6 separate regions of the Mus musculus genome follow, and regions 1, 2, 3, 5 and 6 are each linked to region 4. The links are chromatin contacts, called in public Hi-C and promoter capture Hi-C maps. All regions are on one chromosome and are shown on one strand. The core of a region is the stretch at or near the end of the contact, and the rest is flanking DNA. Distances in the headings are between cores, read along the strand shown.

The links. Promoter capture Hi-C pulls out the DNA fragments that hold promoters and counts their contacts. A called contact is a pair of places that touch in the nucleus more often than the background predicts. Capture Hi-C pulls out chosen DNA fragments and counts their contacts.
Region 1: a contact with region 4 is called in a promoter capture Hi-C map of embryonic stem cells, with 5 times the contacts expected there. The contact joins the enhancer-like site here to the promoter of Stard5 in region 4. A contact is called at or near these places in 10 of 39 promoter capture datasets (the 3T3-L1 cell line, the C10 cell line, cranial neural crest and 7 more), 1 of 15 datasets of contacts at CTCF or cohesin (the NIH/3T3 cell line), 4 of 484 Hi-C or Micro-C datasets (cerebellar granule neurons, cortical neurons and uterus), 9 of 115 datasets of contacts at active chromatin or transcription factors (SST interneurons, cardiomyocytes, craniofacial prominence and 6 more) and 3 of 9 other capture datasets (adipose tissue, embryonic tail and liver).
Region 2: a Hi-C map of liver shows a contact between it and region 4, with 3 times the contacts expected there. The contact joins the promoter of Fah here to the promoter of Stard5 in region 4. A contact is called at or near these places in 3 of 39 promoter capture datasets (the 3T3-L1 cell line and liver), 2 of 484 Hi-C or Micro-C datasets (both in liver) and 1 of 115 datasets of contacts at active chromatin or transcription factors (hepatocytes).
Region 3: a promoter capture Hi-C map of embryonic stem cells shows a contact between it and region 4, with 2.7 times the contacts expected there. The contact joins the promoter of 4933430H16Rik here to the promoter of Stard5 in region 4. A contact is called at or near these places in 3 of 39 promoter capture datasets (cranial neural crest, embryonic stem cells and hippocampal neurons) and 1 of 115 datasets of contacts at active chromatin or transcription factors (embryonic stem cells).
Region 5: a promoter capture Hi-C map of liver shows a contact between it and region 4. The contact joins the promoter of Abhd17c here to the promoter of Stard5 in region 4. A contact is called at or near these places in 5 of 39 promoter capture datasets (3T3-L1-derived adipocytes, hematopoietic stem and progenitor cells, liver and 1 more), 3 of 484 Hi-C or Micro-C datasets (embryonic stem cells, liver and muscle stem cells), 3 of 115 datasets of contacts at active chromatin or transcription factors (the 230-238 cell line, large pre-B cells and memory CD8 T cells) and 1 of 9 other capture datasets (liver).
Region 6: a promoter capture Hi-C map of liver shows a contact between it and region 4. The contact joins the promoter of Efl1 here to the promoter of Stard5 in region 4. A contact is called at or near these places in 16 of 39 promoter capture datasets (the 3T3-L1 cell line, the HPC-7 cell line, HPC-7-derived erythroid cells and 10 more), 4 of 115 datasets of contacts at active chromatin or transcription factors (bone marrow-derived macrophages, cardiomyocytes, epiblast stem cells and 1 more) and 3 of 9 other capture datasets (adipose tissue, liver and pancreatic islet).

The regions. Positions count from the first base shown.
Region 1 is chr7:82,722,389-82,726,770 of GRCm38.p6, reverse strand. All of the region lies in intron 15 of Efl1 (elongation factor like GTPase 1), which reads right to left. Among named protein-coding and RNA genes, the nearest start is that of 4933406J10Rik, 31 kb to the left of the region's middle. Within about 2 kb of position 1,345, at least 22 of the 459 cell types and tissues checked have an H3K27ac peak or open chromatin away from gene starts, as enhancers often do. A contact at or near this core is called in embryonic stem cells and liver, where this site is marked.
Region 2 is chr7:84,604,572-84,608,552 of GRCm38.p6, reverse strand. Fah (fumarylacetoacetate hydrolase) reads left to right here and starts at 2,611. Exons shown (of 14, transcript NM_010176.4): 1 at 2,611-2,910. The coding sequence starts at 2,830.
Region 3 is chr7:82,969,950-82,973,973 of GRCm38.p6, reverse strand. 4933430H16Rik (RIKEN cDNA 4933430H16 gene) reads left to right here and starts at 2,583. Exons shown (of 4, transcript NR_045855.1): 1 at 2,583-2,707.
Region 4 is chr7:83,630,063-83,634,382 of GRCm38.p6, reverse strand. It overlaps Stard5 (StAR-related lipid transfer (START) domain containing 5), which reads right to left and starts at 2,366. Exons shown (of 6, transcript NM_023377.4): 1 at 2,244-2,366; 2 at 1,598-1,647; 3 at 1,121-1,253. The coding sequence starts at 2,342. Gm16638 (predicted gene, 16638) reads left to right here and starts at 2,542. Exons shown (of 4, transcript NR_166697.1): 1 at 2,542-3,617.
Region 5 is chr7:84,149,152-84,153,607 of GRCm38.p6, reverse strand. Abhd17c (abhydrolase domain containing 17C) reads left to right here and starts at 1,715. Exons shown (of 3, transcript NM_133722.2): 1 at 1,715-2,326. The coding sequence starts at 1,764. LOC117997403 (a long non-coding RNA gene) reads right to left here and starts at 1,468. Exons shown (of 3, transcript NR_169136.1): 1 at 1,237-1,468; 2 at 924-1,062.
Region 6 is chr7:82,646,804-82,651,133 of GRCm38.p6, reverse strand. It overlaps Efl1 (elongation factor like GTPase 1), which reads right to left and starts at 2,520. Exons shown (of 20, transcript NM_175317.3): 1 at 2,456-2,520; 2 at 1,503-1,608. The coding sequence starts at 1,593. It overlaps Saxo2 (stabilizer of axonemal microtubules 2), which reads left to right and starts at 2,606. Exons shown (of 3, transcript NM_177894.4): 1 at 2,606-2,742. The coding sequence starts at 2,705.

The DNA of each region.
Region 1 (4,382 bases), core at 96-2,595, 910 kb after region 4:
ATTGCGATTATACTTGGACACAAGAAGGAAAAAAACCCCAAAAAACAAAAAACAGTTACCTAATGCACAGCAGACTTCTAGCATCACGGCAATGGAAAAAAGCACAATTCATCAAGAGAATGCCAAGCTTAGAAGTAGAAGGTACCCAGCAATCTATTCAATGCAATATAGCATCTCTCAAGGTGTTCTAAGACGGTCCTAGCAGCTCACAGCCTTGATGAAGGGCAGGAATTGTAATCCACAGGCCCACATACGAATTCCTTAGGTGTTACACAGCTCTTCTGCTCCATAGTTTGCTGGAAAGCAAACAAACTACCAAAGGCTCTACCCAGGTTCTTCCCACTTTCATCTGAATCCTCCACTAGCACTCCTCAAGGCACCACTAGCACGTCTAGATTGAGCTAGCTTCTAAGCACTTAAAAGCTAATTCCACAACACCTTAGTTTTTATGCCCCACCCCAAGTCCAACTCCCTCCCTGCCTCGTATAAACTGAACCAAGAATGTTTAAGTTAAAAAGAAAGTCGGTTACATCACAGGTACATCTCTAGGTAGCCGTTTGTGTAAATGCCTCTTCAGTTTGTGGTTGGCAGCAGGTTAGCTGTGAGCTCGCAGTCTGAGGCAGCTGCTAAGTCAGTCTTAGGTTTTCTTTTTTGAAGCAATGTGAGGTTCCCAGGGCGGTCACCCCAATCTGAGTTATTACTCTATTAGAAAGGACAGCTTTGGCAGAAAGGGATGGCAGGCTGCTTGTAAATCGTATTTCATAGGTATGAAGGACAGGGAAGCAAATGTGGCATGAAGTCAGGGTTAATCACTGAGCAGCTGGCCAGTGGAAGCAACAGCAGACGGCTAACTGCAGGGAAGAAAACCCTGGTCGGCCGTCGAGGCCAAAGGCTGAGTGCTTTGAATCTTGGCATTTTTAGCAGGTACCTGGTACAGAGAAAACGGGGCACCGGTGAAAGGACCGGCTAGTGGGACAGACAGCCACTTAGTTCTAAGGTTACATGGGAAGGGAAACAGCAAAACCAACTGAGGCCTTGTCCAGAGAATTTCATGACAGCACTTGTTTAGATATACATTAAGTATCTAGAAGTATGAATCTCAAATGTGGGGACAAGGATACGTTTCTACTCATGTACAAGGGATAAAAACAGACTTGGCAGGCAGCTTTCATTGGCCTTTTTGGAAAGTTAGTCTTACTTCTGGGGAAATTCTTGTCTTCTTAGCAGGTGGTGTCATGACACCACTTTGTTACTAAGAGTCACCAGCTCCTTTGTCCCTGCTCCACACAGTAGCAGAGGCGGGCTGAGTACAAGGTTGGTGATACCCTCCCTCCATCTGAAGGACAAAGGCTCTAGGGTGTGTGGGGAAGGTGTCCTGAGGCTCTGCGGCTCTGCAGAGCTGAATGTCAAGCCCTTTAAGAGGACCGTTTCTGGGTTTACAATAGGCTCTAGTATTCTCAGTTTGTGAACAGGGTCAGCTGGCAGCTGTTACATTTCTTGGGGAGTTATGAAACAAAACCAGGCATAGGATTCCCTAAAAAGTGCAAAGTGCTGGGAAGCCTGCCCAGCTGAACCTGCCAGGTTATCTAGTAAGCCCTGGAGCAAAACACCCGAGCAACACAAAACATCAGTGAAGGGCTCACTGGCAGGGCTGGCCATGCTCCTGTCCACACCACAGCCAGGTACCTTCTGTGGGCCTCTGGTACTCTTCAGAGGTGGGAAAGGCAGGCAGCATACTAAAACAGCGTGGAAAGAAAGTATTCACTCCGTTACACTACATTACAAGTTACTGGTTCATAATTATTTTTTATTGAAGTATTTTTTCTCACCTCTGAAGAGTATAAAAGTCCTAAGTGTCTTTCTCATCTCAGAAAGACTACTGTGTAGTAAGACACAGAGGATCAGCATACAGTACTCAGGTACCTACAGGAAGCCACAGAACCATAGTGATGGCTGACCAAACCAGACTGTCGCACAAGCTCACCCTCAGTGACTTACCAGTGCTAATCTGCTTCAAGACCATCACTTTACCCATGGAGGAGGGGGAAGAAAAAAAAAAAAAAGAAGCAAAGCCCAGCAGGAGGGATGACCCCTAAACGTGCTTTCCTGGTAAAGCTGAGGATTAATCCTCATGACCAGGCTTCTTCAGAAGGCTCCAGTTCTTCCTTACTGTCAATCATGATCCGGCTGTACCATGTATAGTGAAACCATGTGTTCTCAGAAAGGAACAGTCTGCCAGTTTCTTACCTCAACATTTAGAGAAAAGAACTTAGAGAATGGAATGAATAAGAACTTTATTGTTCAACTAATAAATAAGGAGAGTTTCTTTTCCCAGACTGGGTAATGAGGAAGCAAATGGAATCTGCCTGTCATGTCCACTCTGGTGGGCTGTGTCTTGAGGAATTTGCTGTATGTGTGAACTCACAGCAGGTATTTACTTCCTTAGAGGACACAGTTCACAGCAATGCCACAAGTGGTGCCCATTTCCCAATCATTGGTTAGAGTGCATTTTCAGAAAAAAATATGGACCTAGACTTCATACAATAAATGAAGATAAGCACTCGGGCAGGCTGAGCAGTAGCAATATATCTGGAGCTGTTCACAGTGCGAGTTATGGTTCTCTAGAGGAGGGGAGGGAAGGGGAGGGGAGGGGAGGGCCTTTCTTTCTTGCCTTTCCCTGTCTCCTCTCACTCTCTCCTTTCCTATGCATCCTAGACAAGGCTCTATCATACAGCTCTAGCTCTAGGTCTATCCATTAATTGTTCTTCTTCTTTTTTTAACCTCTCTGGCAAAAGCTACAATACACAAGAATATGAGTAGAAAACTGAAAAAGTAATTCAAAGTACTTAATAAAAGCTGAGTATCTTCAACACACATTAAAAAAAAAAAGAAGCTTTTTATCAGTAAATGAGAACAGTAAAAGAATACAGGCCATGTTGGGTATGACGGTACACTGAGTTCCATCTAGTGTGGCCTAGTCTATAGAGTGAGTTCCGGATCAGTCAGAGCTACACAGTGAGATGCTGTCTTCAAGAAAAACACTCACCTTCAACACATCTGCTGTGTGTTAGTTCCAGTGTATTTTGTAGTTGGAACTTCAGCCTTCACGGTTTTTCTTTTTTAGAGGGCAGCTGTACTTTCATTTCCAAGGGAAACAGTTCCTATCTGCCTCAGTAGCAATGCACAGGCTCCCCCTCACAGTTCTGGAGCACATCTGTATCTGGAAGCTTTGTTATGTGCAATTCTTACTTATTTCCCACTTAAAAATTCCTCTAGGCTCTCTCCTTCCTACTTTTAACTAACAGCCAGCTAAAAAACAAAGGGTCAGAGGTCAAAGGGCAACAGGGGAAAGGTCATTGAAACACCACCATCATGTTTTAGCACAAAGTACTCGACTCTAGGAAAGCCCAGCTCTGCTGTCTCCTCATGCACATTGTGCAAGCACAGGGGTGTGCGTGCGTTCACTGTGCAAGGAGGGCACAACAAATACCCAGGGCTGAAACCCCTCTCACCAAGCAAATTGCTTCCAGATTCCGTGTGCTCTTGTGTCATGGAGTTTTGCTACAGTCAGAAGCAGCCACCTATGTCTGATCTAGTTAGGTATTTAATGCCTTTGTTTTTAATACAATGTAATGACTTTAATATAATTTTACAGTAATCTCAGCACTCAGAAGGCTGAGGAAGTTACACTTGTCTAAGTTTAGGCCAGCCTGGGCCTGAGACAGACTGTGTTTCTGGGGGAAAAAAATTAAATAAATGTGCATAATTTAGTCTTTAAAAATAGCCAAGTTTAACAACTGGCTGGCAAAATTTGTGAAACTTAACAACTGGCTCTTGAGAACTGACAGCTCCCCCTGTTTTGTCCTACAGGGCCAATCAGATTTTCCAGAGCTGAGCTTGTGGCTCCAGCTATTTGAGGGCTGCAGTCTGTGGCTTGGTTTTTCTCCCATTTTGGCATCCGTTTCTGATCTACAATCTTTACAGTCCTTGCCTCCTGTCTCATGGCGGAGACAAGCTCTCTTCAGTGGTCTCCTGAATGCTTCACGGTGCTGGGCAGCCATATCATTTCTCGGTAACACGTACTGAGAAGTGTACCACATGGGGGGCGGGGGGAAGGGTCTGTTATCACCTCAGAGGGAACTTAGAGACCTCCTGACAGGGCTGAGAGGACACAAGCCTGAGGACACAGAAGTGTCACAACACTGCACATTGTTCCATAGCTTGCTTCTAACTAGGGAGGTGTACATGCTAACATGAAGATTATGAGTACAGGACTGGCGTAAGCCACTTCTCTTCAAGAATGCAGACAACAGAGTGCGCTTATAAGCACACTGGGCTCCATACTAGCATTACCACACCCGTGAGAGCTGGGTTGTACTTGA
Region 2 (3,981 bases), core at 1,362-3,861, 970 kb before region 4:
GTATCAAAATAACATCAGACCCTCTCAACAGAAAACCTGGAAAGTCAGAAAAGCATGGAATGAGAGATTTCAAATCCTGAATTAAATAACTGCTAACCTATCAAAACTATCTTTTAAAACTGATGGGAGAATATGGTCATTTCAGACAAGGACAAATAATAGCAATTAATGACCACTAAGCCAGCAGCACTACAGAGTATACTTGGAGAATCCTGAACACAGAGTGAAAGAAGCAAGCCAAACACAGTAAAGAATAAATTTCATGAGAGGAATATGTTAGCAAAGGAGAACTAGGGAACTATCTATTGTGCCCAACACAGTAAGTAAGCAAACTCCGAATTCAAATGGGGAAAAATGAACACCCCAACCTATCAGAAAAAACACTACAAAATTTATAGGCATTAGTATGCCTCAATAATAGCCTGAATTGTTAGGCATGATGATGCCCGTAGAAAGGTAGCCACAACTTTGAAACTAGCCTGGACTACTTAGTGAGTTCCAGAGCAGCCTCAGCACCACAAGGAGAACCTTGACTCCAAAAAACAAATAATAATAATGATTATAGCAATTACCTAAAGTAAATCATCTTTCTCAGTTCAAAGAGGTATACTTGTTGATGGGACTAAAAAACAAGATTCAACTGTCTCTTGTTTTCAAGAAATATACCTGTCTGGCACCACTCAGTTTACCAAATGAATAGAAGTAGACTTTGCTATTCTGATAATTGATAAAGTAGATGTCAAACCAAAACTAGAAAAGACTAAGGCACTACTTGTTAATAAAAAGATTACTTTACAGATTAATAAAAATCATAAATATAACAATCATAAGCATGCACTAAAGTTTGGATAGAGCTCTCCGTTTTATAAAACAAACACCAATGATTTAATAAGAACAGATTCCAATACAATTATCTTGGGTGATTTTGCTACGCCATTCTCATCAGTAGGTAGGTCATACAGACTAAAACTCAATAAAGTAGATTTAGAGTTCAATTTAGATTAAACCAACCTAACAAACATCTCCAGAATATTCCATCTGTATTCATTACTACTCTCATTGCTGTGACCAAATACTTGACAAGAAGTATTTAAGGGTGGAAAGATTAAGCTTATAGTTTGAGGCGATACAGGCCCTCCATACTAGGGAAGGGAACTAGGAGGGCATGACGCAGGGTTGGGGAGAAGGCTGATCACACTAAATCACAGCCTGGAAGCAGAAGAAGATGAATACAGCTATCCAACTCCATGTTCCTATCATTTATTCAAGGCCTCCAGTCCAAGAGGTGATGCTGCATACATTCATTTAACCTTTTGGAAACACACAGACACGTGGAGATGTGATTCCATGGTGATTCTAAATATGATAGTGAAGTTGACAATATTAAACATTACACCCTCCAACAGCCAGAAAGCACAAATTCTCAGCAGAGCTTTCTCTAAAATAGATCACAGTTTAGGCCATAAGTCATGTCTCCACAATACAAAAAAGAATTTAAATAACCCGTTTTTATTTTATCAGATTGTGTTTCTGAAGCATTTGCACGAACACGGCCCCAGTCTGCGGGGTACTCCCGTGAGATCTCACTTTATCATGGACGCCCACGTTTCTAGTCAGTAACTAGCCAAACTTCTAACATCTCTGGTCCCAGAGTCCATAGGTCTTCCTCCCGCTCTTTCATTTGGAAGTCAACTATCATTAACTAATCGAATTCTTGTTTCTACTGTGAAGTAGACCCCCTTCCCCACTAGTACTGTACGGAAGAAAGCACAGGCAGAACACCAAGACGTTAACGCAGGCGTGTCACACTTCTAGACGCTGGCTCCAACTCCATCTTTCACCAGTGCTCAGGGCAAGGTCTCTGGACCCTGACTGAGCAAGGCTACACAGGCAGATGAACTGGGGACAAATCCTCTGCAGTATCCAGTGACACCACAGGAGCCAGAGGCAGTCCCAGACAAAAGAATGGGGTCACTGGGTGGATCCCAATTTGCATTCTGGAGGTGGGGTCAGGGAAAAAGCTTGGCTCATAAGGGAGGCTGGGCGGTTTTGCAAAAGGGCGAGGCCTCAGAGATTATGGAAATAAAGCACCTACTGGGGCGGGGCTTTGGGTCTTGGGCATTTTAGGTGAGACCAATACCTGGATCCAGGTGCTGGACCCGGAAGGGGGAGGTTTAGACATAGGGGCGGAACGGTCTGACAGTTCCGGGATGGAGATGGGGGGGGGTGGGGTGAGGGGGAAAGGCAGGGCGTGGACACGACGGGATCTCGGGGGCAGGATGAGGGTGGGGTGACCCCAGGACTCCGGGCACATCTGGGGCGGGGCGAAGGCGGGAAGATCCCAGGGCTCCGGGCACATCTAGGGAGGATGAGGAGAATGTCTTGTATATCCAGACCGATGAGGCGGTCCTGGACTCGTAGAGGTCGCCCGAGAAGAAAACGGGGTGGTCTCAGGGCGGGTACCGGGTGGTTCCAAGGCAGGGGCTGGCCAGGAAGGATGCGGAACAGTCGAGAGGCGTGGGAATGGGGTGGCCCGGGGCGGGTGCTGGATAGTACGGAGGGTGGACCCAGGGTAGGGAAGGAGGGAAGGGTGTGGGGCGGTTCCGGGGCGGGTGCTAAAAGAATCACTAGGGTGGGGAGGCGGTCCCAGTGGGGCGGGTAGGGGTGTGTGCCAGGTGGTACCGGGTATTGGCTGGAGGAAGGGCAGCCCGGGGTTCGGGGCGGTCCCTGAATCTAAAGGCCCTCGGCTAGTCTGATCCTTGCCCTAAGCATAGTCCCGTTAGCCAACCCCCTACCCGCCGTGGGCTCTGCTGCCCGGTGCTCGTCAGCATGTCCTTTATTCCAGTGGCCGAGGACTCCGACTTTCCCATCCAAAACCTGCCCTATGGTGTTTTCTCCACTCAAAGCAACGTGAGCATCGATTTTTGGGCTCGGGAGCCGGGAGGTGGGAGTTCTGGTCAGTTTCTCCAGAGCCTCGGGGAGAGCGCCTGTGGCTACAGTGCCGCTCAGGACCCATAGCTGTGCACGTTACGGAAATTAAGTATATGTGGGTATATATGGGCCTGTGCAAGAACCAGAGCATAGAGAAATGGGAGCTATCACCCCTGCCTGGGCAGCAGGCCTAAGCGATTGTGACCCAAAAACGGACGCATAATTTCCTTACAAAACGCGGGTGGTCGTTCACTTCACTGCTTAGTCCTTAACCCTGTAACCTCGAAAGTACCAGCTGACTCCCATAATTTCGAGCAACTCCTCTGAGCACTTCCTGGCCTAGAAACTTCGGTCTAAGACACAGGCTTCTTTTACCTCTAACCTAAATTCTTTCTGCTCTAGAGTGAACTGCTAGGCATTCACTGAACTAACCACAGGTCTCATGGGGCAGGAGAAATGAACTTTGACTTGTACACATAGTCTGACTTGAAAGAAATCTTTGCAAATGGTTTAGTGGAGCTGAGTTATCTATCCTATCCTTGGGTGGGCAACGCATATCACTCTGAAATGTTTGTGCTATTTTCTGCTTGAGCTTTTGGGGGGAGGGTTGTTTGTTTGTTTTTGTTTTATTTATTTTGCTTGTTTATAGTGTTGATTCAGCTTTGTGTGTAGGAACTGTTTGCACCATAAAAGGAGTATGAATATCTTTGCCAGTACAGACAGGTAGCATTGTTCTAAAGTACTTGGCTGGCATGCACCAGCAAAAGGAAGAAAGAAAGGAAGTGGTTCCTGGCAGTGTATAGCTTTCTCCACATCTGTTGTCCTTTCATATCCTGCCTGTGCAGATTGCCTTGGTCAGAAGAGTCAGGTAATGCTTTCACAACCACCAGGCATGACTAGATGTTGCAAGGACACAGAGTTAACTTGTTGTCCTTTCCACGTTTGAGGTGTGTGGAGCCTTAACCTGAGCCAACCAACCGCCTTGTGGAAGTAGAATACTCCCTCTGGCCTCTTCTGATACTTTGCCCTCAGCAGACATGCTCTCAGCCT
Region 3 (4,024 bases), core at 1,334-3,833, 660 kb after region 4:
GTGCTATAAAAGTGTTAGCTCGAGAAGAGAGAGCATATTGTCTCAAAAGAAACAAAACAGGTATGTGGGGTATGGTTACTACAGTGTTCTGTTTCCCCGACTGGTGTTGGTCACACAAAGCTGAATCCAAATTGATCCTTAAAGTAAAAGATGGATTGACAGGACATCAGAGTCCTGTCAAGCTTCGCTAACCTGGGCACGTGGTAAGGATGTGCTCCACTTTTAAATGGACGTGAATGGAAACTTGTACTGATGACCTCTTATTTTGATACCTATTTGGTAAATGAAACTACAGACCTATGGCTAAAAACCCACTAACAGTGGCAACCTGCCATAACTACAGGACCAGACACCTGAACATCAAATCTGTGGATTCAAAACGGCAGGGCAAGCTTACACAGAGAGAGGAGTAGGGTGGAGGATGGGAGAGGAGAGGGAGGCAAAAGGGATGGATTTCTTTCTATCTCAAACACTTGTTTGTAGAAGACAATAATTTCCCCCAGAGTGCTTCAAACAACTAATTAAATTGGGTATTAATTGGGTATTTACCCAATCTCTATCAGATACTTACAGTTAGATATTAAAATGCTAAGAATGATGCTTGCTATCTTCCGGAAGACATCTCTTTGTAGCAGATGCTGCCCTGGTATCTTTGCACAGACTGTATTGCTTACTTATTATAAAGTCTCTAGGAAGAGACTATAACTATTGTACCCATTTTAGAGATAAGAGAATGGATGTGGTATGCTGAGATCTCACAGGGACAACTTAGCTATGAAGTGACGAGTTGGAATTCCTGTTCATGTCTGTAGGAAATCAGAACTCTCCTGTTCTCTAACGTATCAAAGTTGAACATTTTCTCCTCCTAAGAGGGAATCGAGGGCTGTGAGTTCTAGGTCTGGAGCAAAAGAGATTCCAAGTGAACCACAAGCCAATCCTTTCCTGGCACACCGGGGACTCTCTTTCTCATCCGTGTGCCCCAAGGTTTGCTCGGATGATCTCCAAGGCCCCTTCCCACCCCATCATCTACTGGCTGCTGAGTACAGAAGAAAGACACTAATCTAAGTTGCTTGCAATATGTTTTTACAGTGCAGTGCGACTATTTTTAGAGCACAGCAGAATAAGGGCTCATCTCATGGAGCCAGTCAAAAATTTCCCACAATCTTTGGGGGAAATCCAAGCCTGAGCGAGTCGAACATTTAATGAGATGATGTAATGCAGAGAAATATAGAGCGGGAAGGAAATTTTATTAGTGTGAGTAAACGTGAATTTTCAAGTGAATTACAAGACCTTAAGAAGTCAATGTATATACCCCAGGGGGAAACCAACTAAGACTTTAAAACAGAGCCTGCAGTGTTTCTTTGAGGGCAGGCTGAGAACGTCCACAGATGGAGTTGAGCAGGGAAAATTGCGGAGAACCTTTAACCTTCTGAAGAAAAACAGATGACCTCAGAAAAATATCTTCAATTAAGCAGATGGAGGACACCTAGTGACAGGTGCACTTGACAGATAAATGGGGCTTTAGAAAAACTCGAGCTAATGCATTCGTTGAGCAGGGGGACCCTGTGTGAAGCTTGCTAATGTGAAACCCATAGGATTGGTGATTTTTATGTATAATGTGTGAGGCTGGTCTGCCATTCAAATAGGGGAGCAGACACTCTCCAGTTCTACAGAAAGAGAAGGAGGAGGAAGGGGAGGAGGAGGGGAAGGATCGTGGGCAGGAAGAGAAGAAAGCAGCAGTTTGTTGGCTAATACAAACCCTAGAAGTATTATTCCACGTCATTTCAGTTGCTTGAGGTGTTTCCAATTGCCACACAACTGTACTAATGGACAGCACATGCGTCTCTATCAAATTCCAATCTCATGATGTCTGCTTCAGCACTCGAAATTTTGACAGTCTCGGGGACTCAGAAGTTAAGATATTTCCATTTTTGTCTCAGTAGCTAACTCCAAACATAAAAAAGCAACGGCCCGATGAGAGATGCCCAGGAGAGATGGCCTTTCGTCCAGTTTTACCTGTTTAATCTCTGCAGAGGCACTCCTGGAATTTTTCAGTCATTAAACAGGAATTTATCAGTGTGTGAACTAAACATAAACTCAGAGTCTAGGCCTCTCAGGGAAAGAGACTGGGGGATGCCTGCAAAAGCAGTAGAGCATCTAGAGAATCATAACCTCGAATATACTAACACAGCTAACTCTCCTCCACACTACAGTCACCAGCTAGGTGGTGTAGCTCACAGCATTCAAAGGGCCACTGCGAACACTGGGAATGAAGACTCACACACAGAAGGACACTGAAGTTATTCATGTGTTACCAAGTGTTACTGCCTCCAAGTATGGCCTGGTGGTTGTTGTACCATTAATAAGAAAAGCACCTCCCACCCCAACCCCCAACCCCAAATAGGCCTGAGTGTTTGAATACTTAGTCCCCATTTGCTGGTTCTGTCTGAGGAAGATTGTGGTAAAGGTAGGGCCTCAACAGCGGAAGTGAGTAGGCAATAGGGCGGAGCTTGGGGTTTTACAGTCTGGCAGCACTTCCTGTCAGCATTCTGCTTCCTGTTTCATCAGGACAGAGGAGAGGCAGTCCAACGGCACATGCCTGCCATGATGGAAGTGCCTTCCGCCATGTCTTCCCCTCGAAGATGGGCTTTATCCTCCAAATGGGAAGCCAAAGAAACCCCTTAAGCTCCTTCTTGTCAGGAATCAGGTAGGTAGGAAGAAGGTGACTAGCGCATGGTTCCTCTGCATGGTGTTCCTCAGAGCATCTTCATCTTTCTGTTCTGTCCACCCTGACCCCAATGACGAACATCCCCTCCAAGTGTCTCTCACTTCCTGGCATTGCTAAGGCACCTCCATGGATCCTAGCTCTAAAGCCTTGTCAGAAGTACATGAATCCCTGCGTGGAGGATAAACCTCAGGAAATCTCATTACACTGATCCCATCCAACAAAATTCCCTCAACTCTGAGCAAACAGCCTATACCTGACATGAAATAGACCCTCAAAAATTATTTACTGGACTCCAAAATTATTTATTGAAAAAGTAAATTTATAAATTGCTCACATCTTCTGCTTCCTCTGAGCTCATCATCCAGCTAAAGCAATGGTATGTGTTCAAAAGTAACCACAATTTATAGTTAAGAAGCCACAGTCAGTCAGAGGGCCTGATGGGGGGAGGCAGCTGTAGAGACAGAACCTAAAAAAAATGAATAGCAAGGAACAAGACACAGATGCAGAAATGTTTCGTGTTTTCTTTTGAATTTTTCCCTTCTGGTTTCTCTACTTTCAATCCCCTGAAAATCTCAGATGCCTGCTGTCTTAGGGTTTTACTTCTGTGAACAAACACCATGACCAATGAAAGTCTTATAAAGGACAACATTTAATTGGGCTGGCTTACAGGTTCAGAGGTTCAGTCCATCATCATCAAGGTAGGAGCAGAGCAGCATCCAGGCAGGCATGGTGCAGGCAGAGCTGAGGGTTCTACATCTTCATTTGAAGGCTGCTAGTGGAAGACTTACTTCCAGGCAGCTAGGGTGAGATTCTTTTTTTTTTTTTACATTTCAAATGTTATCCCCTTTCCCTGTTTCCCTCCCTCTCAGAAACACCCTTTCACATCCTCCCTCACCCTGCTTCTATGAGGGTGTTCCTCCACCCACCCACCCACCCACCCACCAACACACTCCCACCTCCCTCCCCTCAATTCCCCTACACTGGGGCATCTATCCAGGCTTCATAGGACCAAGGGCCTCTTCTTCATTTGATGCATGACAAGACCATCCTCTGCTACATATGCAGCTGGAGCCATGTGTACTCCTTTGTTGATGGCTTAGTCCCTGGGAGTTCTGGGGGGTCTGTTGGTTGATATTGTTGTTATTCCAATGGTGTTTCAAACCCCTTCGACTCCTTAAGTCCCGTCTCTAACTCCTCTATTGGTAACCCAGAGCTCAGGTCAATGGTTAGCCACTAACATCTGCCTCTGTATATGTAAGGCTCTGACAGGGCCTCTCAGGAGACAGCTATATCAGG
Region 4 (4,320 bases), core at 1,117-3,616:
ATGAAAGAAAGAAGAAAGAACAACTTGTCATAAATTAAAGGTAACTTCAAATTACACGCGGAATTGCTAGAGTCAGATTCCCAGCCCAGGGCGCCGATTCATCTCTTACGGGGAAAGCAACAGCTAAATAGTATCCAAGGCACATTAGTGCCTGAGGTTCACTCTCCTCTTCTTGGTACCAGAGGGCTGAAAGAAGAGTTGAAACACGGCATCATCGTCACCGTGTGTTTCAGTTCTGTCTCTGACATAAACTCCTATGGATAACAGACTGACTGAAATGAGGATTCTGGGTCGGAGCAAAGACACCTGGCTCCACAGCTTGCAAAACACTGCAAGGTTTCACAATGCAACCTGCTTATGTAAGCACCAGACATGATAGCGCCAGACAGAGCCTAGAAGCCAACACTAAGATGCCATTCAAACCACATAGGTCTGCTCACCCAGAGTTACTTGCACATCTGTTTCCACTGTGATTTTCTATTCTTCTGAGTTTTCTATAGTCAAAAATGAAGCAACGATCTTACAGTTGTAGGTGATGCCAGGACAGGTCCATCAAGATCGGAGCTGTCTCCCATAACACTTCCTACCTCACGTGGCTATTTGAATTTACATTTATATTTGTTAAAATGAATAATTCATTTCTTCAAACCAGCCACCTTTTCATGCTCTATGGCCCCATGGAATTGAGGCTGCCACACTAGACAAGGCAGTTGGCAGAGCAACGTTGCTGTATCCCAAGGCTTTCTGCTGGGTAGGGCTGGTCTGCAGGATGAACGCTTTCCTGAAGGAGACTTGTAGTGGTCCCGCTGTGGGCAAAGGACCAAAGTGGCTCTGTTAAGAGACAATGCTTCAAACTAGATCTGTTGGTGTAAATCCAGGCCTGCCTCTTTGTCTGGGGAGGCCAAGCCTTGCCCTGCAATTCCTCAGCTATAGTCTGTAGATTCTGCTGAGGGTTTCTTAGTCTCTCAGAGACACATTGTTTCCTGCCAGGGACAAGGCTGGACTCGTCTGCATGGCACTCCTCTTGCCTACAGATGTTATAGATCCCTCTTCAGAGAGGTGGGGTCGGGGTGTTGCAGCAAGACAAGACACTACAGATAACACAGCCAGAGACACTTACATCCGTGATGCTCTGGACAATTTCAAAGCTGCTCACATTATCATCCCACTTCTCCCGGAGGCCCGAAGCAACTGGCTTTATGCAATCCCACACCTCTTCTGGTGTCCCACACAGAATCCCTTCTCCTCGGTACCTAGAATGGAGAGGAATTTGATCCACCGAGTCAATTAAACTTGTTTATCTTAGGATTTTATCTCAGGTCTATTACATTTTTGTTCTGGTTCTAGGACTTGCTGACAGAAAACGGCCTAAAATATGCTAGCCCATCTCCCCTCTAGCCTGCATAAACAAACAGGTACAAAGTCCTCACAGAACACAGCTTGCTAGAAACGATTCAAAACACAAGCTAATGCTTTTCTGGAAGGTAACTAGTGATCACAGAAGGCTGGGGCGGATTGGTATCTTTCATGATGCAACCCCAGAGACACCAGGACGGGAGTAAGGTTCTGACAGACTTTGTTAAAAGTGCGCACTTACAGATTCCCTGGAAACTCCTCAGATGGCCTCCAGGAAATTGAAACTCCATTCTGTCAAAAGGCATAGGATTGTAGAATTTTAGAGCTAGAGGAAGTCTTGGAGAGGAGATCTCAAGACTTGATTCCCCAAGGTCACCCAACCTGTTCCTGGCACAGTTGGGGTAACTGCCCCCTACTGCAGGCGATGAGCAGAGCGATCCTGGCTGGCTGATTCCTGGAGCTGTGGGAGTCTCTCCAGTCGCCTTAATGCCACCAAGAACTTTTTGTTTTCTCAAGCAATTTAAGGCTTTTTTTTTTTTTTTTTTTTTTTTAAATCAGAAGCGCCAAGGAAGGAAACTATTTCCCTGTCACTCCCTGGGAGAGGGATTGTGCAACAATGAACGGAGGAAAGACTTGGTACTTGGAGTTTCAGATCCAATCCTAACCTCCTAGCAGTCAGATGACCTTGAGTGGGTTTCGAAATGAAAGGGGCAGAGACCTCCAGGAGTCCCAGAGAGCATCAACCCGCAGTGGAATCAGTTTCTCAACCCACCTCTGGGGTCCAGGGTGCGGATAATCTCGGGGAGAGGAGAAGCCTAGGAGTTTGGAGGACTCCAAACCCTGCGAGCAGTCTCCAGACCCCTTTTCCCGCCCAGTCCCTCACTCACGCCTTCCCGACACTTCTTCCAGCCCGACGCGTCCCGCCGGTACCGGAGCACCTTCTCTGCCACCGCCTCACTCTCTTGCGTGGCCCAGGACGGGTCCATTCCGCCAACGTGCAGGCTCCCAGCTGTGCCACACAGGTTCTGCTGGGAGGAAAGCTGGGCCTTGGGCGGAGCCTGGAGCCCCGCCCCGAGCTCCGCCTCTCTTTCTGAATTGGTTTTCGCTCTCAGACAATTCCGTCCTTTCTTGATATTGGCCCGCCCTGCGCAGTAAGCGTCATCTCTGGGCGGGTCTCAGGCAGCTCCTTCTCCGCCACTGCAGGCTTTGGGCAGAGGCAGGAACCAGCTAGCTTAAGGAGTTTGGATGTTTACCCCTTGGTGCTGAGGTGCTTTCGGCCCCCAGTGAAACCGTGCAAACAACTTCGTAGTGGGATTCTGCAGGGTGGCCCGGAGAATGTGGAGGAGCCGGCCGGAGGTGGAGGTAGGCAGGAGGGGTACACACCAGTGTCAGTTCAGGAGGCCTGCACAGGAATGTCTGCTTCTGATAACAGAAACCGAAGCGATTCCCAATTTTATTTTATTTTATTTTTCCCCCTTGAGTAGCTAAATGCCTTTTCTGAGTAAAGGAAGAGACAACTTCGAATGGGTGGAGGAAGAAGCTGAAACCAATGTCAGATCTATTTAGTTCTAGACACCCAGGGAGCTCTTGATAGATATACATATCCAGCAGACAGCACTATGCATTGACGCCAGGTGGAGACCTCAGCTTTCCCTTGAGAGATATAATCCAGATTCTGGACATGGAAGCAGGAAGACCACTCATTAAAGGTCTGCCTGGGAAATTTAATGAGGCCAGCAGCTCAAAATAAAAGAAGTAGAAAGAGGGCTAGTGACATAGTGCAATAGTAGCATGCTCACCCAGCATGTGCCCTATCCCAGCATCATTAAATAGGCAAATAAATAAGCAGACTATTGGCAACTTCTGAACACAGAGGCAACCAGGCCCGTGGGAGAGTGTGGACTGGTATCCCCTCTGTAAGAGCAGCCCAGGTTCTCTCCTCTTCAAGCCTATTTCCAACTGATTGTTTGTAACCTCTCCATTATTTCCTCCAAAGACAAGGAAGGATGTGACTTGAAAGTCCCCTTTGGAAGAAAAGAGGGGCTGGCTGGCTGGGAAAGCAATTGGGCACCTGGAGCTCCAGTCCCAATATTGACTATGTAGGTTTGGGCAGGACTCTAAACATCTTTGAGATTTTCACAGACGTGAAATGTTATAATAACATGTATCTCCCTGGGCTACTGTGAAGAGTCCATGAAGAAGAGCATGTGAATTCTTCTGAGAGTCATAAAATAGATGGTTCACTCTGCCGTACTTTAAAGGTGAGTAGAATCATAAATGATAATCCGAGATAACGTTGAGATATGGTTTGACTAAAAGTCAACTGTTTGGCTCTTTAAACAAGGCTTTAAATTGTTAAGAACTGTTAAGAAAACTTAAGCAAAAAAAGAAAGCATCATACATGGAGAGATGCTTTGTGGCAAAATAAATGACCATGATACAAAAAGATGCAGAACCCTGGTTGTAGGGAATTACAGATCAAACAAGGGGACCTGTTTAGTGGACAAACAGGACAAGATTTGTTAGTACCTGCTTTACTCACAGTACCGAGAAAGGGTTTTTCTATACTGGGTGAGAGCTTGCATGCTCTCACCCAAACCAAGCAGTGATACACATGAACAGTTACATATTGACAGGTACATATTAACTTTCTCTTCAACACAACAATCTTACTTACACAGAAGCACGGACAATTGCCCTTGTAATGGAAACTAACTTATTTGCCAATGCATTAAGATACCCATTATGTGGGTTATGATGTTCCCATCAAACTCATGTAACACAGCTGAGAGAACTGAGGCTGGGCCCTGGAGGACTGCTCAAGAGAGCAGAGGGCCAGACTGGGTCTAACCACATGGCTTTATAGGAGGCAGCTCTTCTCATTGACAGCCATTTGCTGTTGGAGGGACATGGATAGATTTAAAGCTTAACTGAATACAATGTGCGTTCTTATCTTTCTCTAAA
Region 5 (4,456 bases), core at 466-2,965, 520 kb before region 4:
TAAAGTTGGGAATGACCTTGAACTTCTGATCCCCGCCACCATTTTTGAGTTGGTGGCTTGTTTAATTCACATGCAAAACTGTTTTCGGTCTTCTTAGAGTGTCTTGACTGACTATGGCAGAGATGGTCCTATCTTTTGCAGTTCTGGCGACTGACCCAGTAGGTATTGCTTGAAAAACACGACACACGTTGACTTAATACGGGAAACAAGCAGGCAAAATATTAACATGAAACAACTCCCAGAGTCTTTGGGAAAAACTTGGGGTCAGTCACTAAAGCCTGGCTAGGGAAGAGCAGCTTTGCCCATCTAACTTTAAAACAGACTTGGAGAGGCGTTGTGGGCAGGCTTTTGGGGATTCAGTGAAGATACGGCCTTTGAAAACTCAGTCCACAAGGTTACTACTTAAAGTGGTACTGGTAAATCAATTTATATTAGGATGCTCAAAATTCTTTTTGTTTAAAAAATGTTGTAATCCTTCTTGGGACATTTATGAGGTCTGGAATGGTGACTGCCCACTGGGGCTCTGGTTGTATTCATTGCAGGTAGCCTAAAATGACCTCCTACCCCTGAAAGGAAAGCCTGGTGCCAAAGTCCAGAGGAGAGGCTCTGCCAACCGGACACCAGGGTTCACACGGTTTCAGAAGCCCTGAGAGTTATATTTGGAAAATCACTTAAAGCCTATAGCCAAGACAATAGTGGATTAAAATCGTTGTAACATGTCTTTCATGATTAAAAAGTCTGGCGCCAAAACAGTTCTAGAGAAACTAACATCAAAAAGGACAGATATGGAGTATCCAGTTGGCACCACAGGGGATGATGTAAGGGATGGGGGTGAGAGAGGACCGTGTTGACACCATTTGTTGTAAAACCAACAGGCTCTGCTGTAATTGTTATTACAGAAAGACCTGCGTAGCTGTACATACCCAACAGCCGCCTGCAACACGGGAACACGTACGAGATGGACCAGAGCATTTATGGTAGTGGCTGTTCAAGAAGTCTTGAATCTCAGCAAGTGGTGGTAGAGGCTAGAAGCATGTGAGTTCTAAACCAGTGTAGGCTAAACTGTCTCAAACAACCAAAAGAGAAAAAAATAGCATTGATTAGAGGAAAGCAAGGCATTTTTAATGTACTCAATTCTCTTTCTCAATAATTATCTTTTACATAAATTCCCAATAACTCCACCAGGACAGAAAGCTGGTTTTGGAGAACTGAATCCTAAAGTATCTGCACACCTACCTTTTCAATCCAGGATTGTCCCAACCGCTCTAATCTCTTCAGACCCCCGCCCCAATCGCGCTAAGCCCCGCCCCAGACTCCAGAGCCTCGCTTCGGACCGGGGAGTTTGTTCTAACGAGTAGCCCCGCCCAGATGCGCTAACTCCCGCCCAAGAGGCGGGAGCCCCGCCCAGCCCGGGGAGTCCTGCTTCAGACTGGGGCGTCCGTTCCGATGGGTAGCCCCGCCCGCCTGTGGGGGCGCGCGGCGCGGTAACCCGGAAGTGGCAGTAGCGTGCGGGGGCGGGGCGGCGCGCTGGAGCGGGCCATGGCCGCCGCCGCCGCGGGCTTTGTGTGCCGCGCGCGAGCCCCGGCCGTCCGCACCTCGCCGGGGCTGCGGGGCTGCCGCTGACCCGCCCCGCTCGCCGCGCCGCGCCCGCCTGGCCCCGCCCCTGGCCTCTCCGCCTTCTCGGCCGGCCTCCAGTTCTCGGCGCTCTCCCTCTGCGCTCCCTGCGCTTCCCTCCCGCCCGCGGCGGGCGCCAGGCCGCCCCGATGCCCGAGCCCGGCCCCAGGATGAACGGCTTCTCGCTCGGCGAGCTGTGCTGGCTCTTCTGCTGCCCTCCTTGTCCGAGCCGCATCGCCGCCAAGCTGGCCTTCCTGCCGCCCGAACCCACCTACACGGTGCTGGCGCCCGAGCAGCGCGCGCCCGCTCCCGCGGCGACCCCCGCGCCCGCCCCGGCGGCGCAGCCCGCTCCGGCCGAGGAGGGTGCGGGCCCCGGCGCGTGCAGCCTGCACCTGAGCGAGCGCGCCGACTGGCAGTACTCGCAGCGCGAACTGGACGCCGTCGAGGTCTTCTTCTCGCGCACGGCCCGCGACAACCGGCTGGGCTGCATGTTCGTGCGCTGCGCGCCCTCCAGCCGCTACACGCTGCTCTTCTCGCACGGCAACGCCGTGGACTTGGGCCAGATGTGTAGCTTCTACATCGGCCTGGGCTCGCGCATCAACTGCAACATCTTCTCTTACGACTACTCGGGCTATGGTGTGAGCTCCGGCAAGCCCTCCGAAAAGAATCTCTACGCTGACATCGACGCCGCGTGGCAGGCACTGCGCACCCGGTGAGCCCCGAGCCACGGTTGGGGTGCGGGCTTGTGCTCCCGGATTGTTGCATTCGCTCGAGATTGCAACAGCCCTCGGGGATGGAGAGCTCAGACTTAAAGGGTCCTGCCTGCTTTTCACTGGCCCGCGCGGCCTGGAGTCTTTGTGGCTCCGGTTAAACGCACGTGGCCGCTGTGGGGGATGCCAATGTACCGGCCAAACCAACTTGGTTGGGCTTGAGTTGTGTCTTGAGCTACGCGCAGACCCCGAAGGTCTGGTAGAAGTGACCTTGGGGTTTTCAGAGCCCTTGACAGCTGGGGAGAGACGATGACCTCTAAAAGACTTTCCAAGTAGAAAGTGTCCCTGGGGCGATGCCTGTGCAGCCCTTAAGGCTGGGTCGGGTCGGGTGTGGGGAGGACTTTGCCTCCTGGTCCCGCAGAGTATGTGGCACTGGGAGATCAGGAAGTTAGCTGAAGAACCTTCCCTAAACACCACCAGTAGCGCAGAGTGTTATAGGCGTGAGGAAATCTCTTGACCTTGAGTTAGCGTTCATAAAACTGGAAAGTATTTATTCAGGGTCTTTTATATGCTAAGCACAAATTGTTATATTCTGAGGACAGACCAGGTTGGGGGGGGGGGGAACTAACTTAAGTTTTACTCTGAACTTAGACATTTGGTTTGCGGGAAAGTCAAGTGACCTGACCAGTTTTGGTGCTTGTGACCTTCCCATGCAATCCCCATAGCACAGGTGGCAACCGTACCTGAGGTCCTGTGTGTAATGAGCTTGGATTTCGTTAGAGGAATAAGTCCCCAGAATGACAGTAGGCACTGTTCTTTTTAGAGACCTTTGTATCGTTTTTATGAAACGTCTATTTGCTAAGCTAAGTACATGGCCAGTAATAATGACTTTATTTCCATATGTGTTGCACATATGTTCATAAGTTATCCCTTATGCTTCTTGAGAAATGGCTTGTATAACAGAGAAGTACTTAGTATTCACTCTAAGATGCTTGCTCACATTCTTCTGAGGTCTTGGAGGGCTCCTCAATTGGGGTATAGTTTTTGGAGAATGATGTAGGCAGATGAGGCTGGATTCTATCCTGATGGAGTGGCTGAGGATCCACAAGTAGTCACATGCCACCTGCTCCCAAGAACAGGTTTCAGAAGTATTTGTCAGAAGCGGGGAGTGGAGTGCTGGTGTGGGATATGCTTCAGCACTCTGGAGGGAGGCAGAGGCTGGAGGATTGCTCAAAGTTTCAGGCTAGCCTGAGCTACATGGTGAGTTCTATGTTGGCCAGGGCCATAGTAAGACCTTGCCTGGAGAAAAATATGTGGAGTAGGTGGATGGCTGAGTGGGTGCAGGCTGCTTTGTGGGTGGACATGGTGACCAAAGTTTCCCCTGTGCAATCCAGAGGTGGAGGGAGAGAGCTGGCTCTCTGAGGCTGTCCAGTCACCCCGTAATTGTGCCCACACGTGTCGCACAATCTTGAACTACTTAATCTGCCATAGTGTAGGTATTAAAAATAGATTTTAGTACTAGATGTTTCTACAGTGAAACACAGAAGTACTACCTTGAGTTGATGGTCTGTAGAAATTCCTACAGAACATTGCTCCCATGTGGACCTTTCTCTTTTTCACACTTGAGTGTGTATGTCTGCTTTACCACATATGTGGGGTGCAGTCTATTGCATATAAAAAGCATTGTTGGGGATAAGTTAAAATTCGAATTACCTGTTAATATCTTTAAATTTTGCTTGTGGTTTATTTAATGTTTTACTAGAACTCATATCTAAAATAAGCACAAATCCTTTGTTGTTGTTGCTTTTAGGTTTTTGTTTTGTTTTGTTTTTTTTAACTGCTTTTGGAGGCTGGGCCTTATGAATCAGAGGCTGGTCTCAAACTCACCTTGCAACTGAGACTGACCATCACCTCCTCCCTCTGCTTCACAAGTGCTGGTGTTACAGGTGTGTGTCATCACTCCTGGTTCCTAGAATCAGACTTTGAAGACACCTACAAAGCCTCTTATTCTGTGCTTTCCCAACCCATTAGATCAACTGCAGCGAGCTGCTCATTCTACATCTTGATTGTGCTTGCACATCACATACATTCATGTGAGGCTGCATGTCTGAACCACATGTTTCACACAGCAC
Region 6 (4,330 bases), core at 1,271-3,770, 980 kb after region 4:
TCTGTATGTACATAATCTGTGGAATCTGTATAATAGCATAAACCAGAGACTAATCAATGGGACCTCTGAAGAGCTTAAATAATGAGTTAAAAATCCTAGAAAGTCACTTTCCTGCTGTGCAACAGAGCAGAATTCATTCTAAGCATGGCAAACATACATCCATTACAATGTACCACCAAAAGGGAGACTTTGCATCATTAGGCAAGGCTGAATCCCTTGGTCAACAATGTTTGATGCTTGATATATTACACACTAGTCAATCTGCTATTTAATTCTCAAAGGGGAAAAAAAAAAGAATTAATAAAGAAACAAAGTAAAACCTTTGGCTAGATCTTATATCCTCCAAACATGCACACATGTACCCATGGGCAGGCTAGTCACTTTATTTGTATATAAACTCAGTGTCAGCTGGATCTTCTACAAGTGACCCACCCTCTCTCCTTGTCTTCAGAGCTCATGTTAATGACAAGAGTCACCAAGCCTCTTTCCTGCCTTTTAACCCAGCCAAGCACCTTTCCCAGTCTAATCTCATCTACAATTGGAGGACTTTGCCCTTGCTATATTTTTCCTAATGACTCCCAACACGCTAATAAAACTGTTAATGACCATTTCACTATTATTTCACCACTGGCAGAGATTCTCCTTATCCTCCTTTTACATGGGCTACACACTGACACTCAAACGGAAAGTAATTTGAAAAGACCTCAGAGCTCCGGATGTCTAACCAGAGCTAGAGAGCTTGATCCTGTCTTAGAGTCACACAGGAATGGTGAGGTCTGTGACAGGACCCTGCCTGTGTCTCCCTCGCCTTTAAAATGATACGGAGCTTTGGCTTCAACAGGACTCTAAATGCTGAGCTGCTGCTATGAGAAGAAAGAGTTTCAAATGAAGAGTAGTCTCAGGATAAAGCAGACAGCTGAACCCCACCTTAGACACACGCGCTTCCTTCTGCCTGTCTCCACACCTCCATTTGTACTGCTTGCCCCCCCCTATCACCCACAGCCCCTCAAGGGGCACGTCTAACAATTCTTTTTAACCACTTTGCTACCCAATCCTCCAGGTCTCAAAACTCTCACCCACCCCACCCCCAGCCCATCTCACCACGAAGCCCCGATTCCTCCCTAAAGCTTCTCTGGCTGGACAGGTTGGCCTCATAAATGTCTAGGGCCTGACAAATCTAAAAAAGCACTGCCAACTTAGCAAATGCTCAGTATAGGATGAATTAAATAGAATTTATAGAAGATATATTCTACCAAGACCACAGACATTTTACCATCTCAAGAAACTTTTCCATATTTTAACAAAAATCCAAATTCAAAAGCATTGTATGACATACTGGGCAGACCACCAATCACCCGTTAATCCATTTATTTCAAACGTTCTACAGCATGCTTCTCTGACATGGCACAACACACAACTCCTTAGCAAGCATCACTCTCACCGCTCCAATGAAACAGAGACATTTCCTCTTTGTTAATAAAACCCAATTCTAAAAGCCTTACCGTGGTCAACATGAGCCAGAACACAGATATTCCTAATGTTGGCAGTGTTCTTCTGAAGTCGAATCATCTTATCAACACCACTGAGCACCATGGTTATTTCCTGGGACTAAACATTAAATGCAAATTAAAAATGGTACAAAATCTAGTGGGGGTGGGGGTGGGGGTGGTGTGCACAACAGCGAAAACCAAATGGACAAACTGAGAGGGAGATGCTGATGCTGACAAGTCGCCTCAGATTCCTTAACTGAGAACCCAATGAATGTTTAGCCACATCTATTTCCTTCTGGCCCTGAGGGGATATAGTCCTTTAGGCCCATGTTCCATGGTAAAGTCCACACATCCTGCTGACAGTACTTGTGGGGTGAGCTGGGAGTTTCCGGATCTGCCATGCGATGAATCACGCAGTTGGGAGCCAGGTGCAGAGGCGCCCGGCTAAGTCACACTCACACTCACATACATACATACATACATACATACACACACACACACACACACACACACACACACACACACCAGAGACAGACAGTCAGTCTCTCTCTCTCTCTCTCTCTCTCTCTCACACACACACACACACACACACACACACACACACCCTTCCCTACTTCAGTCCCTCCAAAAGTCTGCCTTTCTGTCAAGCTTGCTGGCTTTTATCAGACATGAGAACTTCGGCCCTGTGACTGCACTGAGTGTCCTTAAAAGTTTTTGGATCACGTGCCTAGGAACACACCAGGTGCACGACACACCTTCTACCCCTCTCTCCAATTAAAAGAAGCAAATCGAGGTCTGCATGCCCTTCCTCCTCTTGGGTTCCTGGAGTCGCTGCCGCTGAGAGTACCGGGTCCCTATAAAGTGCAGCCGCTCGGGACACTCCTCGCCCAGCCCAATCGACATGACCCCCCCGGGTCTCCGTCACCGTCTGGTCGCCGGCGTCCCTAGCAAGTCCCCCCACTCACCAGCTCCACGCCGCACCTCACCCACGCACCTAAGACTCCAGGGGTAGCTCAGACCGGAAGTCGCAGGAGCCTGGGGGCGGGGCCTGTGGGCCTGTGACCTCTGACCCGCGCGCATCTAGAACATCACCGGAAGCCACGTCGTTTCCCTTCAACTTGGAGTTCCGCGGTCGCCTTGACGACGGCGGACGCTGTAGCTGCTCTGAAGTGTGCCAGCCTAAGCCTGCGGAGGGGGACGCTGGAGCGCAGAGCATGAGGAACTGGTGTCTGTGCCAGATTTGCACCTGCGGGTAAGAAACGTCCGCCCGGTGTGGCGTCCGCAGAGCCGCGAGCCCCGCCGCGCACACCCCCTAAGGACTCCCTTGCCTGAACCGGAGGAGACCCCTACTCCACCCCCACCCCCCACCCCCCACCCCCGACCTTATGCTCTGCTAAATGCTGCCCATTTCCTCTGCTTGGCTAGCTCCTGGGCAAAACTTATTTTCTTTGCATTCCCTGAGGCTTCCCATCCAGAGATTTAAGCTAAAATACAGTTCAGATCAGCTAAGTAGTATGAGCAAATATGGCTGGTAAGTGATGGAGTCACCCACCGATTCTATTGGTTAACTTAAAAGAACAGTATCCATGGTATTTCGTTTGCCACCCAGAACCTTCCATCCTCTAAACTCTATTTTTATTCCTGCCAAGGCAACATTTTCCTGAGGCCTTTCTGACAGACAAAAATGGCAATAGTCCTCACCGTAAACCTCAGGTTTGGTTTGTAAGTCCTGCCTAACAACTTTACATCACCAGTAAACACATTCTTCTCTATCCTCAAGCTTACTGTTTACCCAGGGGTTAGATCACCTTTGATAAGTGAATAAGAGTAACTGAGTAACGCCAAGCCCTTTGTACTTGTAATCCCCTTCTAAGGGCAACCAGCTACAACACATATTGATTGAGAGCAGTTTCTCAGCCCCTTTTGTAATAAACATTGTTTGTATGTTTGAACAGATGCAAACATAACTTTTAAGGCTTGAATCTGCAAAATCTTGTATGTAAGAAAAAAAATGTATTTGAATCTGAATTTATCTACAAACTAAGTTATTTTCCCATCCACCCATCAGGAAATTCATTATATTAGGGACTTTACATTCTTCAAGAATAATATCACCATCCACAGAGCTGGGGGGACTGCCAATGTAAGAGGAATCCCCTTTAGGCTTTGAAGCATGGCTAATAACTTCTGCCGAAATGTCCCTTGCAAACACTTAGTTGCAGCGAGAGCACTGCCTTAGCTGCTTTCAGTTTTATAACTGAGGTACAAGAATCTTTGACAAAATGGGTAGTTACTATGACATACATAGTTCCACTCAGCCAATGGTTTTTAAACTTTGGCTACCTTCATGAGTCATTGTCTCAAAACGGGGCAAAGATTCTTCACCATCATCCCTCCCCATACCACCTCTCATCTTTTGCCTCCTTTCCTGTTGGAAGGAAAGATGGAAGATCTGTCCATATTCATTTGTTGTTGAAGACTATCTGTTAGGTACATTTGCACCACTGTGGTAGCACTGTGGTAAAAACAGCGAAGGAGAGGAGGTCTGTTTGGGCATACAGTTTGAGAGGGTGCAGTCCCTGGCAGTCAAACATGGTGGGGTTCTTGTTCATGTAACACGAAGCAAGACTTTTTACATGCTGGCAGACCAGGAGGTAGAAAGCCTGTGGAATCAAGACCCAGGCTCTCATCTTCCAAGGGCTGCTGTTTACAACTTATTTCCAGGTAGAGGCCAGCTTCCAAAAGCCTTCCAGAGTGTTTCCATCAGCTGGAAAGCAAAGGTTCAAAATATGTGAACATCTCAGATTCAAACCATGATGCCATCTTTTCTCTCTTAGGGA